2 separate regions of the Triticum aestivum genome follow, and region 2 is linked to region 1. Evidence: chromatin contacts called from public Hi-C data. All regions are on one chromosome and are shown on one strand. The core of a region is the stretch at or near the end of the contact, and the rest is flanking DNA. Distances in the headings are between cores, read along the strand shown. Region 1 holds the start of LOC123047496 (probable serine/threonine-protein kinase BSK3). Region 2 holds the start of LOC123047499 (AT-hook motif nuclear-localized protein 9).

What was found. Hi-C and Micro-C count contacts between places; a contact is called where the count stands out from the background.
Region 2: a Hi-C map of leaf shows a contact between it and region 1, with 2.0 times the contacts expected there. The contact joins the promoter of LOC123047499 here to the promoter of LOC123047496 in region 1. A contact is called at or near these places in 2 of 5 Hi-C or Micro-C datasets (both in leaf).

The regions. Positions count from the first base shown.
Region 1 is chr2B:796,052,402-796,058,446 of IWGSC CS RefSeq v2.1, forward strand. LOC123047496 (probable serine/threonine-protein kinase BSK3) reads right to left here and starts at 2,020. Exons shown (of 12, transcript XM_044471068.1): 1 at 1,825-2,020; 2 at 1,577-1,701; 3 at 977-1,197; 4 at 41-176. The coding sequence starts at 1,664.
Region 2 is chr2B:796,233,603-796,239,648 of IWGSC CS RefSeq v2.1, forward strand. It overlaps LOC123047499 (AT-hook motif nuclear-localized protein 9), which reads left to right and starts at 2,497. Exons shown (of 5, transcript XM_044471070.1): 1 at 2,497-3,448; 2 at 3,863-3,930; 3 at 4,046-4,189; 4 at 4,287-4,442; 5 at 4,583-4,990. The coding sequence starts at 2,845. The coding sequence ends at 4,822. LOC123047500 (probable phospholipid hydroperoxide glutathione peroxidase) reads right to left here. Exons shown (of 6, transcript XM_044471071.1): 4 at 5,528-5,646; 5 at 5,255-5,422; 6 at 4,973-5,165. The coding sequence ends at 5,136.

The DNA.
Region 1 (6,045 bases), core at 770-3,269:
GCTAAACATAATTACAACCAGGAAATGCAAGGCGACTCACAGTGGAAAAGGTGTTTTGCTAGTGTGTCGTTAGGCATGTACTCTGCAACAAGCAATCTCTCGTCACCTTCGCAGCAACAGCCAAGCAGGTTTGCTAACCTTTTGCTCCGGAGCTGACCAACTGATTTAGCTTCTTCCTGAAGCATAATTATTTCCCCAAAAGATATTGGCAAATCTTAGAAAATTACTGGAACTGTATGGGTCAAGCAAAAAATGTATCAACAAACAGGATTTTGTTCCGACTTTTGACACATAAAAATGCCATCCACTGTCCTGCTACAGACAGAGCAAAAACTTGTACATATTACTAGCCATCTAAATAAAGATATCACCCTAAAAGCAAAAAAAAATAAAGTGAGATGACTGATAGCAGAAGGGTCATATAAAGCACTGGACCAAGGAGTGGACCTAGTACAGTAAGAAAATACACAACCTTGTCAAATAGATTAGCATATTTGACGCCAATTATGATAGCAACGCAATAGAGATTGTAAAAATGCTGAATCGTTGATTTGCCAAGAGCATTAGTAGAACACAATGATGGGGATATGGGACAAGTAGTGGCTGGTAATGATTGATTGCTGTCTCACACTGGTTGAACATTGGAATCTAATAATCGTACAAAAAGAAAAATATGCTGGCCAGACAGTTGGTAGATGCCACCCTTTCATCTGCCAGCCATCATAAGAATCCATCCAAAAGCAAGATAAGTAAATTAACAAGCGCGCATATCATCGCAGGTCAGGAGCAGGTAGAAATCAACGACCTCCATCATAAGAGACATCATCCTCTTTCATTCTCAAATTGCAAGCAGCACAATAACTACTACTAACCAGCAACGAACTAGTGGCATCAAGGCAGCATTAGTAACACCCACCAGACGCGCATTGTTACCAGAGAGGATAAGCGAAGCGAGGGCGACAGGTGGGGCACATACCAGGAACTGGCGCGGGTCGGGCCAGGCGGAGCGGTTGAAGCGCTTGACGGCGATGCGGCGCTGCGCGTCGAGCTTCCCCTTGTAGACGACGTTGGGCGCCTTCTCGCCGTGCTCGGACACGATGTTCTCCACGGCGAAGCCGGCCGTGGCCAGCCGCAGCTGCTCGAAGGTGTACTCCTGGAACGCCGGCAGCTCGTACGCCTCCCCCTGCTCGTCCTCCTCTGCGCACCAAAAGCCGCCTGCCCCGGTCAGTCAGTCGGTCGGATTACCCCGATCCCCACCCATCTGGCCAGCCCAATCCGCGGGCCTAGTAACGAATCAGAGGCGAGTAATAACCCTTGGGCTCAACCCATCGTCAGCCGCCCCCAAATGCGGCGGCGGTCGGCGCGGCGCACGCGCGGTCGATCGGAGACCCGCCCCCCGAATCCCGCCCCCGCCGGCAATCTCGGGGGCCAGCGGAGCAGAAATCGCGGAAGCCGACAGGCTCCGGAAAAGGGGAAGGCGGCCGCCAGAAATAGCAAGCGGAAAATCTCGAGAGCTAGTAGCAAGCAGGGCGAAGCAAGCGAGCATGGAGCATTGCGAGCGGCAGTGGGCACGCACCGGAGCCGGGGTCGTCGAGGCGGGTGCTGCCGTGGAGCTGCCCGCGGAGGCAGCAGCAGGAGGTGGCCTTGGACACGCGCGCGCCCATTCCGATCCCCCTCCTCCCTCGCCGCCGAACCTGCAACCTGAGCAGCAAGCAGCCTGAGAAGAGAACCGGGGAGGTCGTCGGCGGCGGGACCCGCGCGCACGCGGATCTGAGCCAAAGCCGAGCACAGCAGCATAGCGGACGAGGCCGCACCGGAACTTACCTCGCCTGAGCGAGCTAGCAAGCGCGGAACCGGAGCGAATCGAAGCGGCGGCGACGGCGGGCGAGGGGACTGGGCTGGGCTGGACTGGATTGGATCTCTCTCGGCTCTCGCTCGCTCCCTCTCGCCCCTCGCCTCTCTCACCACCACCTTGCTGTGCTGGGGGTGGGGGTGGGGGGTGGGAGCCGGTGGTGGTATTATTCGCTAATGCTGCAGTTTATTAATGGGTTTTTAGTAGTACTAGTTTTAATGTTTTATACCGACATGCCTGTACTCCGTGCCGCTGGCACGTGGGCCCGGGGTCTAATCGCGCGGTAATTTGTAGTACTGTACTTGATCCACTACTGGGAGAGTAATTAAATAGGAGTACTGCTAACTACAGTAAACAAATGGGCGCCTAAAACGGCACGGCGAGGCCGTTGGTGACCACCGCCCTGCCCCCACGCTGCTTTTCTTCCTATACTCCTGCTAGTCAAAGAGGGCCCCTTTGATTCAACGGATATTCATACTGGATTTTAAATTGTAATTTAAATCTTCAACAGATTTTGTTCTTCCTGGATGGACTTACTTGTCCATTTCATCGTTATTTGAAATACAGAAACAGAAAAGCGAGATATCTTCATTTGAGTGAGACGTCCTCTCTTATTTATTTCAGGATGGACATCATTAGAAACGTCTCGCTCGCTGCTATTTATGAAAATGCACGTCGCCTCCTACCAAAAGAGCATTCCGTGTAACGAGACCCACGTGACGTCAAGACTGAGACTTTTGGCCCCCTCATGAACCGGACCGGGGGCATATCCACCTCCCTAGACGTCATCTAAGCAGACGCCGGTTGAACCGAGTCGTTGGTGCTTGCTACAACCCGTGACACCGCAGACTGTCTTTGTCTCTAGCATGACCAGTTGATAAAATGCGAAGGAAAGTAGGGGAAATGGTGAAGATTAGCGGTTCGACAATCCGCTTATCCTCGCTATCTCCCTTCTTTCTTGCTGGAATTGTCCTCACTATACAACATGGACAAAGCAGCGACCTAGAACAACACCTCTACAAAAATTCACTGAGGAAGTAGTATATGTCGTTTGCCCAAACGATGCATGTGGTCTTCAGAATCACGGCTCGCGAGCAAGCACAATGGCGTGGCGCGAGGCGGGGAAAGAAGGTTCGCTTTCACTTTGTAGCTATCTTTATCCGGAGAATGCTCGCTCTTTGGTGCGTACGTGCGGCATGATGGCAAGCTGAGATGAGATGGATCGAGCGCTGATGAAAGGTTCACTTTTCACTCCTCGAAAACGGTGCTCGCCGGAAAAGAATCCGGCGCACGCACGCATGATTACGATTTAACTGGCTGCACGTACTACGTGCGTACGGGCGTACAGGCTGGCGTGCACGGTACAGCGTGGCAGGAGCAGGCACGGACGAGATACGGGAACCAGCTCCATCACCGTCCAGCTGTCAACCAATCATCTCGGACAGGGCAGGGCAGGGCAGCTCGCCTGCATGCTCGGACAGGGCAGGCCAGGGCCGCTGCGCACGGCTGATCTGGCGGCCGTGCCAAGTGGCCGTCCGGTGGGTGGGCCCACCGGGCGGTGGGAGGGACGGCCGGTGGAGTATAATGCGCGAAAATATATGTCCAGCGAGCGAAATGATGCTGTGCAGACTGCAGCGTATCTGTATTTTTGCGTGCGTTAGTGGTCGCGCGTACGTACGTACGTACGAACGCCTGGTTAATTGGTTAGCTCGAAAATGGCAACTGGGAGAGGCCGGCCGGCCGGCCGGTCACATCAACCGGTGCGTGCGTGCGCGCCACTTTCGTTTCTGCACGAGTGCACAAATTAAGGCCTTAATTAGCGCGTAAAGTACGCACAAAAGTAGCACGATGTCTAATGATATTCTCGGGTCTCCGTGCCCAGGAATCTCGCATGCACGCTCCGAAAAAAAAAAGAAGTTGTGTTCAAATTATAAGCTTAGGCACTCGAGCAAGTATTTTTTTGATTTTATTTCAGACTTTTCAGCGATGTTTGTTTAGTGGGAGAAAACGGGACGAGGATTTGCAGCATCTAAGTGCCGAGGCACTCATGTCCCTGGTGCTGGTTTTCTATTTTGGCTTCGGATTTTCAAGGTTCTATGTATATCTTTAAAGAACATTCAAATTAAGTTATGTTTTCATATCCGTATTTCTTGTGGGTATCGCTTTGAAATAAGATCCATTTTTAATATATTCTGACGAGTTTTAAAAATATGTTAAGTTTCGATGTTGAAACTTAGACAAGCGGCCGATAAAAACCAATTTTTTTATGTCTGTGACCGACATAAATAATTGATTAAAATTATATCTTTGAAACTTATTGAAATCAGGCAGTTTTAGATGCAAAAAACAGTAAGTTCATCGTTGAAACTTAAAGCTTTTTGAAGGATATTTTTTTTTACTATGTCCACGTGCAGGATTCAACTATTTCATGAATCGCGAGGCAAAATTGAGCAGGTGGAAGGGCTTGGCAGGTGAGTGCCCCCGCACTTGCGTGCCCCGGCGAATTTTCAGGAGGAAAACGTCCCATGAGGCGTCTATGGATGACTTCGTCAATCTTGATATGTTGTGACAGCTCAATGTTTTAATCATGTTAACAATAGTGTTAACAATAAGAAGATCGAAAAACTAATAATCGAGCTAGCAGAGATTAGTGGATCTAGCTGGAACGATGGGTCGATAGCTGGATCCCGGAGCTGGAGGGATATGCCATACATATCTGTCAGTACTCTGAACGTAGCACATAACCAGACCAGCCCTGTCAAATCAAATCAACAATCATATACTAGTAGTATAATTAATTAAACTGCTCCATTTGGGATTGATCGATCGATAGATACTGAAAGCGAAACGTGGGGCCTGCCATCTCAGGCGCCGATCGGGATCCGCCGACCCCCTGAATTAATTAGCTGCATTAATTAGTTAGCGGACGACGCTAGCTGCGTAATGATATTCTACTCTGATTGATTAGCTCAGGGAGTTAACCGGTTGACCTTCGCTGCACTGACGTGACGCGTGTTCCTTGACCCTTCTGCCCGTTTTCTCCCATGCTTCCACACCTGACGTCGACGTTGGTTCCTCACGTCAGGTTTCAACTCTGAATCTAACCACACACACCTTTGTCAATTTTTCACCATATATTTTTCATCATATACAATTAATTAGCTAGCTCGAAGCAATGTTAACTCTGAGTATGTTTTTCAGCAAAACCATCGTGGTTAACTTTATTAAAACCATGAGTACGGATTAGCTAGACTAGCGATGGTGAGAGTATCTATCTTGCTACGCCCTAAAACTAGCACAAAAAGTGGGCACATAAGTTCTTTTCCCACACTCACCTCTTCGAGTATTTTGGAACAATTGTCATGTAGCGCAGTAAACAATTTAATTTTTATAATCTAAAGTGGACATCGTTGAGATAATCTCAATAAAAGCAATTTGCTTGCAGTAGTTTACTTTCTTTAGAATACCTTTTTCGAGATGTCTTTAGAATACTTAATTTACTCTCGGTGCAAAGCTTAAACATGCCGGTAGTAAACCTGAGCATGGGCAGCCCGGCCCAAACCTGGCCTGAAAAAACCGAACCGGGCTCGGGCTTCATTTTGCATCCTGAAGTAATATCCGGGTTGGGCTTGGGCTTCAGTTTACAACTGAAATTAGGTCGGCCCGGACCGTCAATGCCTAAAACTTGTATGTTGTTTCCACTTTTCCACGTCTGTGGGCTGTGGCCTGTAGCGAAAGCAAATACAAGTGTGGCCCAGCCCAGCAACTCACCTCCCCCCCCCCCCCCCCCCCTCCTCCAACCAATTGCCAATCCCTAGTTGTCGCTTGTCTTTCCCTCCCGTGGCCTCACACATTTTATGAGGTATTTGTGTGATAGCAAGGTTAAGTTCCACTTTAAGAGTCAAATCTTCATTTATTTGTATTCAACTCCCGCAGTCACTTATTCATCTCTTGTTGGGCATGCTTATACATCGATGCTGCATTTTCATGATTTTGTTGCTAACATGATCTTCGAATATCTTATTTTTCAGAGAAATATGGGAACTATATCCTTCATAAGGCACGTAATTATACAAAAGAATAGTAAAGTTTTGCCGCATGTTTTAGCCTTGCTATGATGCTTTACATTCAACTATTTTTTCGCCTCCAAAATATTCCCCGCATAGTGGCTCCCAATGTATTATAGCAAATAC
Region 2 (6,046 bases), core at 1,247-3,746, 180 kb after region 1:
GGGAAAAAGGAGCATCAAGCATCCTATTCTCCTCATTAGTTAGGGCTCAGCATCTTGGAAAAGGTCATTCGTTGTTGAGAAACCTATTATATCTTCTTTACTAAATAACTTTGTGTAATAGTCTAGTGCTACTAAAAGCATATTGTTAGTTTTAATAATAGGACCACTAGGGCCTTGGAGAGTATGAACCAGCATCTTCCTCCTCCTCTGGTTAGCTAGTGCACAGAAGTAAGTAGTGTTCTTATCACCCTCCTTGATATCCCTATCTCTGGATCTTTGTCTAGCCTTAGTTTCTTCTTTAACCAAATTTTGTTCATACAACAACAACAACAACAACAACAACCGTTAGTCCCAAACAAGTTGGGGTAGGCTAGAGGTGAAACCCATAAGATCTTGTGACCAACTCATGGTTCGGGAACATGGATAGCAAGCTTCCACGCACCCCTGTACCTAGCTAGTTCTCTGGTGATACTCCAATCCTTCAGATCTCTCTTTACGGACTCCTCCCATGTCAAATTCGGTCTACCCCAAACCTCTCTTGACATTCTCTGCACGATTTAGCCGTCCACTATGCTTTAACCTAATTTTGTTCATCCCTAACCTATATGTTTCAATCTATCCAACTCCTCAGGAGAGAGTGCAATAGTTTCAGCTTTGATGTCAAGACTATCATACTCCAACGTCATATCCTTCTTGAGGTTTCTAAGTCCATCCTCTATGTTGCAACTCCAACCTTTAATGGCTTTTCTAATATTCCTAATTTTACTTCTCTAGGTGGTGATTAGAACTTTTACCACTCACAGGTTTGTTCTAGGCATTTGTAACTACAGTTCTAAAGTCTCTCTCAATAGCCACCATATTTCATATATAACTTGAACTTTTTGGTAGATGACCCACACTAGAATCCCAGAAGATGGGGGTGTTGTGACTGTCCAGTCTAGGCAAAGCTTGTACGGTAGCTAAAGGAAAGAGGGAATCAAGCTCAAATACTCCTTCCAATAGCAAGGAAAAAAGATCAAAGACAACACTCCAAATATAATGGGAGTTTTGGTTGCTAGGAAATGCACCACTCCGGACCAATTAATGCAACAGCATGTTCAATATTGTGCGCGAAATAAATGTTCTATAATTCTCCGCTAGAAGTTTCATTTCGTTGGGACTTGAACGACTAGAAATTAGTGGTGTGAAAGGAGATACTCCACCGCCTTTGCTAATGTTGAGCTAATACACAAGAGGGAGATGAATTTCGATGGAACTCGCACCTAGCAATTCTTGATTATGTTGATGTATTACGAGTGTAAATTACGGGCCTAGATGTCTGTTTTTAGGAAAACAACAAAAAAATGCTTGTATTGTCGTTTTTGCCTGGTCTAAACGGTTGTTTTGGTACTTGCACCCATAAAATAATTAACCGGTCAAACGCTACCAGTCTCGATCAAATGAACATTGATACTGCAAGAATAACTATCCTACCTATGAGATAGTGCTTAGCCCTATATGGAATCTACATGGCAAACTATCAAAGTCAAATCAAGTCACCGAAAGTCTAAGAAACTAGCCATGGTCAACAAATCAAAGAAGACGTACCTAAATAAAAGGTAAAAAAAAGCTTCAAGGCCCATGAGAAAGAAGCCCATTAGGTGGTAGTCATGTGGGCCCAAGAGGACCATGCAACAGCACCTCCTCCTTCCAAATCCGCCATGGAGGCATGGACGCAACAAGGGGGAGGGGGAGGGGTGTTAGCGCGATCATTCTCTGTAAGAGTCGTCATCACCATGTTATCGACAACGACTGACCGTGATTTAGAATGACAAGGTGATATTAGGCTTATGTTCGAAAATATTGTTGATTGCATGGCATAGCATGCATGTGTGGCGGTCTAATCTTCGGAGCGGTTCTCCTCCACCTTGATTCCTGTTTAGTCACATGCCTTCGAACACTTGATCTAAACGCGTTTATATTTCTTTACCGGGGAGGGGGTACTTCGTAAACATTCCAATATGCGTATTCTTTGTTATTTCATAATTGTGCGTAACAAGGCGGTGCGATCGACGAAGGCGACGGGCGCACTGTTACTTGTGACAGAAAGAACAAAGGCGAAAAATATCTTCTCGAGGAGCACAGAGCAAGTTGCTTGACACAACACATGACAGGCGGGCCCGGGGCTATTCCATGGACTACTGTAGAGCGGGGGCCGGGATCGAGCGGGCGGGCAGCGACATGCCACCCCACCCCACCCCACCCCACGCAGCGGCTAGCTAGCTAGCGGATGGATGGATGGATGGATGGGGCGTGTGGTGTCTGTCGATGGACGATGCCGCGCGCCCGACGAAAGCTATGGCGGCCTTTTCGTTGGGCGAAAGCAACGGAACGGAAATCTTATCGGCACCGCCGCGGGGACGGATGTGTCGCCTCGCCTCGACTCGCCTATCCGTCTGCCTGCCGTCCTCCATCCATCCATCCATCCATCCATCGGCGATCGATCGATCGATCCATCGGCGGTGCTGTGCCCATCCTCCATCCTGGCTGACAAACACGTCCAAGCGGCTGGCTAGCTACTTGCCCGCTTGCGCGTGCGTGCGTGCATGTAGGCCAACCGCGTCATCTTATCTCCCTCCCATCATTGCCTCCTCCTCCCCCTCCTCCTCCTGATCCATCCAGCTGCTCGTCCGGTGGCGCGTCCCGTCTCCTCCAGCTCCCCCCTTCCTTTTCCGGTGGTGCCCGCGCCGGAGGGAGCTTCGCTCGGCGCTCGGCCGGAGGTGACCGATACTGTTCGTGAATGATCAGGGCGAGGGCGGCTGGTTTTCACGCCTGAGCGACCTCGGGGGAAGCGGTGATCCATGCATGGATGGCAAAGACCTCATCGCACCGTCCGACCTGCCGCCATTCTACGGCCAGCAGCAGCCGCAGCAGCACCTCCGCATGCTCGGCGGCACCGGCGGCGGCGGGGGGCAGCATAGCCCGTCCTCGCTCGCCGGGATGCACTCCGTCATCCGCCCCATGCCCAACATGAGCATGAGCCCCACCGCCATCCTCCAGTCCATCGGCGGCGGCGGCGCCTCCTCCCTCGCCGCCATGCAGTTCAGCATGGACAACGCCACATCCCCTTCCTCCATGCTGCAGCACAACAGCATGGGCGGCGGCTCCGTCTCCGGCTCGGGGGGGACGATGCCGGTCGCCAGCCCGCCGCCGGAGCCCGTCAAGCGGAAGCGGGGCAGGCCGCGCAAGTACGGGCCCGACGGCGCCATGAAGCACCACATGTCCTCGTCGTCGGCGCAACAGCAGCAGCATCAGCATCATCAGATGATGGGCGCGCCGCAGCAGAGGATGGGGTCGATGGCCGGACAGGGCATGGCGGGCGGAATCGACGACGCGGCCCAGAAGAAGAAGCGCGGCCGGCCGCCGGGCACCGGGAAGAAGCTCTCCTCCCCAACCAGTAAACCCTCCGGTCAGTATATATATATACACACCCAATTCTGAATTTCATTTATTTTTTGTAAACTCTGAATAGTATTATATATACACTGTCCAACTCAAGGCGATTAAATTCAGATTTTTACCAAATTCCAGTCTGCTGCCTGCCAATTGTCAAAAGAATATCTGTAATGTTGATTTTTGGTGATTTTAACAGAGTATCACCTAGCTCAATTTTCTTATCAGTTGCTGCCATCTTAGAAATCATTTGTTCTAGTAGGCTGCTGGTTTTTATGCAAAGTTTTCCTGACACTCTGAAGTCTGATTTGGGCTTGGAGACGTAGCAAAAAAAAAAAAAAAAAAACTTGAACTGTCACAGCATAGCCTGAAGTTCACTGAAATCACAATGAAGAAAATTAATTCCTCTGAAAATCGCTATTTTGTCCAGGCAATGCGTTCCCCGGTTCAGCTGGAACGAGCTTCACTCCCCACATCATCACAGCATCTCCTTCAGAGGTATGCACACAATGCAAACTGTAACATACCCACCAGAATTCCCCAACAAATTCCTCTGTTATCCTGTTGCAGCTCACTGAACTGACAGACAGAACCGTAACAATCGTTTTGACAGGATGTCGCGGGCAAGATCGCGGCATTCGCGAGCCAGTCGCCGAGGGCGGTGTGCGTGCTCTCGGCGATGGGGTCTGTCTCCAGGGCCGTCCTCCGCCACCCGGCAGATCATCCTCCTTCCTACAACAATTCTGCCATTTACGAGGTAGGCGACCAACCTACATACGGTTAGGGAACAAATCAAAGAACTGATGCACCTGAGACCTGTATGTAACCCTCCATGATGGGCATTTGTTTTGTAGGGTTTGTATGAAATCTTGAGTTTATCCGGCTCTTACAATCTGAACGAGGGCCAGCAAAATCAAACCGACGGGATCAGCGTCACGCTCTGCAGCCAGGAGAGGCATATCATTGGAGGTGTTCTGGGTGGAGCATTGGTAGCTGCCAGTACTGTGCAGGTAACAGCAGTCTACCAGACTTCAACTGAAAAGATACACCCATGTGACCCATCTAACAGCATCTACTTTATTTTGTTCCTAATAAACAGATAGGGGTATCATACAGCATAGAAGTTAATAATTCTGTTTGGCATGTGCAGGTGGTACTAGGGACTTTTGTGCAAGCAGGGTCCAAATCAAAGTCCAAGAAAGCCGCGAAACCGCCGGCCTTTGGTCCCGACTCGCTCACCGGCGCTGGGCCAGACGTGGCGTCGCCCAGCTCAGGACATAACCAAAACCTAACGTCGCCGCCCTCCGTTGTATCGACGGGAGGGTGGCCTGGCTCTGGGATATTTGACACGAGAAGTTCCAGCATTGATATCAACTCTTCTAGAGGATAGCTCATATTTGTCGACACTTCCATCTCTCGAGAGATTTTTCTGTTCCCAAAAAGAATACCAAATGTATACTTTGAAATAGCCCATTCGGTTTTTGAGATCATTCTTAGAGATTACTCTCCAGGCTGTGTTTTGTTGCATCAATATATTTTGTTTGTAATTTTGGGGAAATTATTTCACCGTGTAGAAAACAGAGTAGCATACAACAGACTGGGGTTACTCTTGATAGAGCAAGTGTACACACACATACAGTAGCGAAAAGAACAAATGACACATACACATGACACGCCGCCGCATGATCTTCCCTGGAGATACCTCAAACCTCCAACAGCTTCTTGATGTCATTCTGCGAAAGGCGAAAACATTCAGCAGATGAATTACCATGCTGGTGGAGACGAACAATATGGAATATGAACTGTTGAGTTAGAGCATCACCTCAATGCCGAGTGGGGACCAGGTCGGTGCGTATCGGTTCATGACGTGCCCCTCTTTGTCAACTAGAAACTTGGTGAAGTTCCATTTGATACGCTCTCCAAATAGACCGCCTCTCTCTGATTTCAAGAACTTGTACAGCAGGGCAGCATTGTTGCCATTCACGTCGACCTGTTGCCAACTCAGAAATGTTTAGATCGAAAATAAATGCATTTGTGTTTGGAAGCTATCACACACACACAGAAAATAGAAAGGCATTTTTTCCGCTGGATAAACCTTGCGAAAAATAGGAAACTCTGCTTGGAAGCGATTGCAAGCAAACTCCACAATCTTCTCATCACTATCTGGTTCCTGCCCGGCAAACTGATTGCAAGGGAACGCCAATATCTCCAATCCTGATCGCAGCAGAAAGCATTTCAAAGATAAATGAAGATTGAAGACAAAAGTATACTGCAAGTTATTTGGCCTGCACAATGGCACATCTTGTCATACAATTTATTTATGATTCACCGTAAAGAGTATAAGCCTAACATAAAATGTGTATTTCTCTTCTACCGCTATTTAGCCCCAACGTTGACTCCAGTCTCCAATCTGAAAACTAGCTCAACTTGAATAGTGGATCCAAACACAGAACGGTTTCTGTAATCTCTGTTTGATGGGAAGCAAACTGTTGACCAGGTTCAACTTCTAGGGACTTTGTCTTATGAAAGGATGAAAATACGACTTAAAAAAAATTCAGTCATAGTATAAGCCTCTACCTGAGAAGCCATGCTCTTGAGCAGCTAGCTACGGGTG